2 separate regions of the Mus musculus genome follow, and region 1 is linked to region 2. Evidence: chromatin contacts called from public promoter capture Hi-C data. All regions are on one chromosome and are shown on one strand. Each heading gives the region's core, a stretch centred on a gene start, on an enhancer-like site or on the middle of the called end of the contact. The rest is flanking DNA. Distances are from core to core; before and after follow the strand shown.

Region 1 (3,832 bases), core at 506-3,005, 2.9 Mb after region 2:
GCAGCTGGCTCATCATTCCTTCTCCATATTCGTTTTATTTTTGGTCTTTCAAGACAGGGTTTCTCTGTATAGCCCTGGATGTCCTGGATCTCACTCTGTAGACCAGGCTGGCCTCCAATATAGAGATCCACATGCCTCTGCCCCCCACCCCAAGCCCTGGGATTTAATGCCGATTTGTTTTAAAAAGATTTAAAATGTTGTGTATTTGAGCGTTTGCACGTGTGTGTGCAGATGCCCTCAGAGACCAGAAGAGGGGGCTAGATCCCATGTCACTGGAGTTAGAGGTAGTTGTGAGCCACCCATCCAGATGTGGGTGTTGGGAACTGAAGTTAAGTCATTCCACCCATTTGTTTTTTATTTTTACATTTTATTTGCGGGGGCGGGGGGCTGGTGTGATGGCTCGGTGTTCAGAGCACTGTTTGCTCTTCCAAAAGACCAGGGACTGATTCCCAAGCACCTCCATGGGACATGGCAGTTTACGGCCAGTTGGCCACGTGCTGGCCTAGCAATGCACAAAATCCTGGGTTCAAGCCCGTCAATGCACATGGTGTAGTACCAACCTGGAAGACATAGAGTCAGGAAGATCTGGAGTTTGTGGTATTTTTGTTGTTGTTTTGTTTGTTTGTTTTCAGCTACAAGGTAAGATGGAGGTCAGCCTGAACTAGAGACCTTGTCTCACAAGGGGGGCGGGGGGAGCAAAACAGAACACAATCTTCTTCTGTCAATGTGATAAAACATAAAATACCTTGACAAAAGGCCGCTTAGGGGAGAAAGGGCTATTTCAGCTTGCAATTCCAGGTCTCAGTACATCATAGCAGGGAAGTCAAGGCAGGGCTGTCTCCAGAATAGAGCAGGAAGAAGGGCATGTGTGCTTGTTTTCTTGTGCTCAGCCTGGGTCTCCACTCTTACACAGTTCCGGACTCCCTGACTAGGGAATGGCACCTCCCACAATGGACTGAGTCTTCCTGTATCAATTAAGGCAATCTCCCTCAGACTGGTCTACAGGCCAACCCCAAGTAGACTGTCCCTCATTGCGATTCTAGGTAGCCTCAAATTGACAAGGTAACAACCATCATCACCAAACCGAAACCAAAAAAGGTAGACAAGGTCAGATAGGCGACAGATGGCTACACTTCACTCTGACAGCAGCAGGGGACCACAGGTGGTCAGCGAGGAAGGGAAGAGCTGGGCGTGGTGTCTCAGGCCTGAGACTCCAGATGTTGGGTCAAGTTTGAAAACTGCCTGGGCTACAAGTATGAGACCAAAGGTCAGTGAGATGGATCGGCGGGTAATGGCACTTGCTGCCAGGTAGGTAGCTTGAAGACCTAAGCTCCATCTTTAGGATCCACATGGAGGAAGGCACTTGGCTCCCTCTGACCTCTACATGCTCGTTCACGCACAAATACACGCAAAAATAAATGCATTTTTTTTTTATTATTTAAAAAACAAAACCAAGAATCGCCCGGAGTCAGCTGTAACAACACGAGGCTTCTGAATAGGCTTTGAGGCTTCTCCGTTGCTGGGCAAACGGTTCCCAGGGCGCTGTTGTTAGGGTCTAGGGGCGTTCCCAACAGTCACACCTCGTAGCCAACCAAACGCGAGGGTCTGTCGCGTTGACCACACCCACATATTGCCTCCGCCCACAGCCCCAGAACCGTTACCTCAGCAACTGTCTCGGCTTCTCCCGCCTCCGGCTCTGGGTGCCAATCGTAGAGGCGTCACCCGGACGACGACCCTACCCCTTCCGGTGCTAGCCCCTCAACTTCCGGCTGGGGGGTCTGGCGGTGGGCGGTCGGGCTGCGGTGCGGCCCGGGGGGCGGCCAAGATGGCGGCGGGCGGCGCGGAGGGCGGCCCGGGCCCCAGCGCCGCCATGGGCGACTGCGCGGAGATCAAGTCGCAGTTTCGCACCCGCGAGGGCTTCTACAAGCTGCTCCCCGGCGACGCGACGCGCAGGTCGGGCCCGACCTCCGCTCAGACCCCGGCGCCGCCTCAGCCCACTCAGCCCCCGCCCGGGCCCGCCGCAGCCTCCGGGCCCGGCGCCGCGGGTCCCGCGTCGTCCCCGCCGCCCGCCGGCCCCGGGCCCGGGCCCGCGCTGCCCGCCGTCCGCCTCAGCCTGGTGCGCCTAGGCGACCCGGATGGCGCTGGGGAGCCGCCCTCCACGCCCTCCGGACTGGGCGCGGGAGGAGACCGCGTCTGCTTCAACCTGGGCCGGGAGCTTTATTTCTACCCCGGCTGCTGCCGCAGCGGGAGCCAGCGGGTGAGTGCTCTGCTTGCTGGGGACTCCGGTGCCGAGAGCGCTGGGGTCCCAGAGTGACAGAAGGCCCCGAGGTTGGGCATCCCAGGGGAGCCTGGATCCTGGAGCTAATGGAGTCCTGAGAGGTTGCAGGGGAATCTTTGCGTGGGGAGGTTCTCTCCGGTGGTGAGTGTTCAGGACGTGATGGCGCTTCTGGGAGGAAATGGGGGAGGGGGGTCACGGAGGTGACAGATATTCTGTGGGCTTTGGGGAATCCTAAGAGGATACAGGCCCAGGGGATGGAGAACGGAGAAATGCATCCTGCCTTCTGGGCCTGTTGGAGGGAGTCTTAAGACTTGCCATACCCAGGGCTGACGGGATTTGTAAGGAGCCGAGGTGTGGCTTAGGGGTCGACGAGCAAAGCAACAGGTGAAGGAGCTCCTAAAGAATATGGTGTCTAATGGCTTTGGAAGAAATGAAGGGGGTTTGGCAAAATGATGGGAGCTCTGAATTGATGGGGGTTCCTGGCAGGGGACATCCCCAGGTGTGACAGATATCTGTAAAGCAATCCTAGAAGAGGGGTGACGTGAGGAAGTGGGGGAGACAGAGAGATGGGGATCCGGAGAATCCAGTGGTGATAATGAGGGACTGTAGTGACTGATGGCTGGCTGAACCACAGCAGATGTCCTGGAGTTTAGGGGCTCCAGGCTGAAGGAAATGAGGCTTTGGCGATGGATCCCAGGATCCCATGTCAAGGCTGCCGAGGTAGGAGGATCCTCTGGCCTCATGGCAGCCAGTCTAGTTGAACTGGTGAGCTCCGGGTTCACTGAGAGACCCTGTGTCAAATGTAAGATGCAAAGCCAGGGAGAGAGATGCCCGATGTTGACCTCTGACCTCTACATCTCTACACAACACACAACAACCACGCAGGCGTATACTATGTGTACATACAGGGAAAAGATGACGGAAATCCTAAATTTGGGGATTTTTGCATCCTTGGGTCTGGGAGGTCTTAGACTATTGTCCTACTGGAGTTGCTACTGTGACGGAGGCTGGGAAAACTGGGGGAGAGTCAGCTCCAGGCCCAGGGGACTCTGATCCCTGATGCTGTGGGCAAGTGTCCCCGAATTACAGCTGGAAAGACAGGCTCTGAGGTCTTCACTGGGCGCTGTGTGATCGTGTGCATGTGAGCTTGTGTGTGCCGTCCTGGGTTTGAGTCCCCTCCCTCCCGGCCTGTGGTTGCCTGCTCCTCTCCACCCCACTCCCCACTTCCCTTGAGGTTAACCCTGCTTCCTCTTAGCGGTTTCCCCTGACCTCAGCTCCTCTTCCTTCCTCTCCTGCTCTAACCGGTTAACTCGTCTCCTCCCGCGGTTCAAGTCCATCGATCTCAACAAGCCCATCGACAAGCGGATCTACAAGGGGACCCAGCCCACCTGCCACGACTTCAACCAGTTCACAGCTGCCACAGAGACCATTTCCCTGCTGGTGGGCTTCTCTGCCGGCCAGGTGCAGTATCTGGACCTCATCAAGAAAGACACCAGCAAGCTATTCAATGAAGAGGTGACTAAGCACGCGAGCCCTCCCCTTCTCACCTACCTA
Region 2 (3,437 bases), core at 523-3,022:
CCCTTGGTAAAGGACCTGGAGACAAGCAGGTCATCAGGTTTGAATCTGATCAGTTACCACAAGCAAACAAGTTTATCTGAAGTGGTTTTCTTCATCTATAAAATGGGAGCAGTATCATCAAATATCAAAAACACTGTCAAAGAGGCCAAACGGCCACTATTACTCAGGTTTAATGCTTTCTCTCCACAAGAAGAGATTCCAACACATGGAAAACAGCAAAGGCACAGAGCATCCAACCAGGGGGGAAAATAACACAAAAGGCCAGGAATTCTCTCTCGATGGCATTAGCAAACCCAACTCAGCCTTCATTCTCTCAAGGGTCATCATGAAAGAGCCCAGAGGTTGGCTTTATGCAGTCACAGGGGTGGGAGGGACTTGGTCCCCTCTTGGGAGTTGTTAGAGCTACCTTTGAGTGTCCAGGGAGGAAGACCTTGTGAGTCCCACAAACATAGCAGACACTGCAGAGTACAACACTTCTGAGTAAAGACTGAAGCTCGGTGATGACAGGACTGAGAGAACTCTATTCTAGAAGGGAATGAGGACCAGGCCTTGGAAAGCTGCTAGAAGATGGAGCCAGTGATCCTCAGAAAAAGACTGGGACAGTAAGGAGGAGAAAGCTCCTTCTAGGCAACAAAAACCCTGACTCACACTAGGCCCAACATCAGCACCCATGGCTGCCAATGGGTCTGTTCCCTCGGGCATTTTACTCCTTCATTTGGTTTGGGGTCTCAGGTAGTTTAGCCTAACCTTGAACTCTCCACACAGATAAGCATGACCTTGAACTCACTCACCATCCAGTCTCCACCACATAAGTGCTGGGACTGCAAGTAAGCACCATTATGTCCAAGTATGGCTTACCGGGCCATCTTCCCAATACCTCTCTTTCTATTTCTCTATTTCTCCCTCTCTCCCCTCTCTCTCCTCTCTCTCTCTCTCTCTCTCCCTCCCTCCCTCTCTTCCTCAGACCTCCATTTGAATTTCTCCACTTTCTCCATCTTGTTTCAACTTTTCCTCAAATTTATTTATTTTTGGAGACAAGAGTCATCCTATGTAGACTGGGTTGGCCTTTAACTCACAATCCTCCTGCTTCAGCCTCCTGTGCTCAGATCCAGCACCTAGCTCCCGGCCCTCTATTTGTTTACAGTTCTCCAGTCAATACTTTTATCTACCAATGGTGCCTTTCTTTACAGCTACCACTCCGGTATTTCTGTGTAGTCTCAATCACATATGTATACATATATGTTCACTTTCTCACAACATTAAGACTATTTCCACTCTATTTTGCTAAGCTAAATAAGCAGTGCGAGGAACGCAAATCTGGGGTGCATTTCTTCCTTTCGCCATTTTTCAGCACGACTCTACTATCACCTCCAACTTTCAAGGTTCTGTTTCAAACTCCATCTTTTCATAACTGTGGGTCTCACCACCATCCAGGCTTTCTTGCCAATCTCTTCCTGGCGCCCTTGTGAGCCTCTCTTGCAGGCACCCCATCACCCTGGTCCCCTTTTCTCTCCCTTTCTCAGAAACTTGTTCCCTCTGTGGTTTCAGTTCCGGGCCTCTTGGTCCTCCAGCTTCTAAGAATCGCGCACCGCCAGAGCTCTCTGGGTCCTGGCACATTCCTTCATTAAAATTGGGGTTCTCTTGACTCCCCTGCTCGCTCGGAACTATAGCCCCACACAAATCCTGCACCAGGGACCAAAGCCACGCAGACACCCCGCACACACGCCCCGCCCCTTACCTCCGAAATAGCACGGACGCCTCAACTTCCGGTCCTAAATGGTCTGCGCCTGCGCACGCTCCCGCCACTCTCCAGACTGCGCATGCGCAGATCGCGAAAGCGCGACCTGGCCTCTCCGTACAATGAAGCCCAATAGGGAGTAGCGGGCGGGCCAATGCCCATCGCACAAAGCGCTCTTGGGCACCTGGCTTCAGGCAGTGTTTTGGGTGATTTGACGCCCTCTAGAGGCCAGAGGAGGGGTTATAGGTAAGTGCCAGTCCCTAGCCGTGTCCTCTCCACAGCCCTGTAAACCCAGAATTACTAGAAAGTCAAAAGTTTCGGGTCCAAAAAACAAAACAACGCACGCCTCTAATCCCAGCACTTGGGAGGCAGAGGCAGGCGGATTTCTGAGTTCGAGGCCAGCCTGGTCTACAGAGTGAGTTCCAGGACAGCCAGAGCTACACAGAGAAACCCTCTCTCAAAAAAACAAACAAACAAACAAACAAAAAGTTTAGGGTCAGCAAGGGAGCTCAAACACTATTAAAACAGTCCCGTGACTGGGCGAACTAGTGCACGCCTTAAATTCCAGCACTTGGGAGGCAAAGGGAGGTGGATCTCGGTAAGTTCAAGGCCAGCCTGGACTACATAGTGAGTTCAGGTCATCCAGGACTACATATCTAGACCATCTCAAAAACCTAATTAAATTAATAAGACAGTCATGTGGTCACTCTATCACTATAACTCACTAATAAATAATCAGATGTAACCCCAGCAGCCTTAAGCCAGGGACCAGCTCTGTGCTGATCAGTCTTGTGTCCCCTTAAAGCCCTCTCTAGAGCCACACATGTTAAATTAATGACTAAATGGGTGAGAAAAGACTCCAGAGAAAACTACACAGTACTCCTCGATGTGCCAATCACTGGGGAACTGAGCCTCAGTTTCCCCATCGATAACCTAAGAAAACTTGTTGCAAAAAAAAAAAAAAGTCGCTGAAAAGCATATATAAAAATATATAGGCCAGGCTGGGTTGTAGCCAGGTTTTGAGTTCTCTGTTTCCTCTTCTGGTTTCTCTGTGCAGCTCACTTTTTCCCCCCATTCAGATATTAGTGCACTGAAGCTGTCATCTCTGACCTTGCTTCTAAAAGCAGCTCCCTCCACAGAGCGGGCATTATTGCTCAATATTTTATTTCTTTGCTTATTCATGTATTTCAGACAAGAACTTTCTCCTTTGCCCAGGCTCCAACTACTCATCCTTCCACCACCGCCTCCTGAGCGCTGGAATGTTCTTCACCCCGTCCTATTTAATCTTACTTTTGTGACTATCTCTGTGTCCTCCAGTAAGATGTGTGCTCCGTAAAAGTGGAGAACTCTTCTGTTTTGTTCACCAAAGTCTCCTCTGTGCAGAGAAAGAACCCCAGACCTTAAGAATGTACCCCTCCCCAGGTAGTACAATACTAAGGGTAAAGAAGACATTTGGGGGCTGGTGAGATGGCTCAGTGGGTAAGAGCACCCGACTGTTCGTCCGAAGGTCAGGAGTTCAAATCCCAGCAACCACATGGTGGCTCACAACCATCCGTAATGAGATCTGATGCCCTCTTCTGGAGTGTCTGAGGACAGCTACAGTGTACTTACATATAATAAACAAACAAACATTTAAAGAAAAAAAAGACATTTGGAAGCATATAATCTAAATCAATGATTTACCAAGGGACTTATATTC

Evidence for each region. Promoter capture Hi-C pulls out the DNA fragments that hold promoters and counts their contacts.
Region 1: a contact with region 2 is called in a promoter capture Hi-C map of embryonic stem cells, with 7 times the contacts expected there. The contact joins the promoter of Dmwd here to the promoter of Dhx34 in region 2. A contact is called at or near these places in 2 of 39 promoter capture datasets (embryonic stem cells and liver), 1 of 484 Hi-C or Micro-C datasets (B cells) and 1 of 9 other capture datasets (macrophages).

Annotation. Positions count from the first base shown.
Region 1 is chr7:19,074,445-19,078,276 of GRCm38.p6, forward strand. Dmwd (dystrophia myotonica-containing WD repeat motif) reads left to right here and starts at 1,756. Exons shown (of 5, transcript NM_010058.2): 1 at 1,756-2,257; 2 at 3,611-3,793. The coding sequence starts at 1,826. It overlaps Rsph6a (radial spoke head 6 homolog A (Chlamydomonas)), which reads left to right. Exons shown (of 6, transcript NM_031255.2): 6 at 1-3.
Region 2 is chr7:16,220,260-16,223,696 of GRCm38.p6, forward strand. It overlaps Dhx34 (DEAH (Asp-Glu-Ala-His) box polypeptide 34), which reads right to left and starts at 1,773. Exons shown (of 17, transcript NM_027883.3): 1 at 1,739-1,773.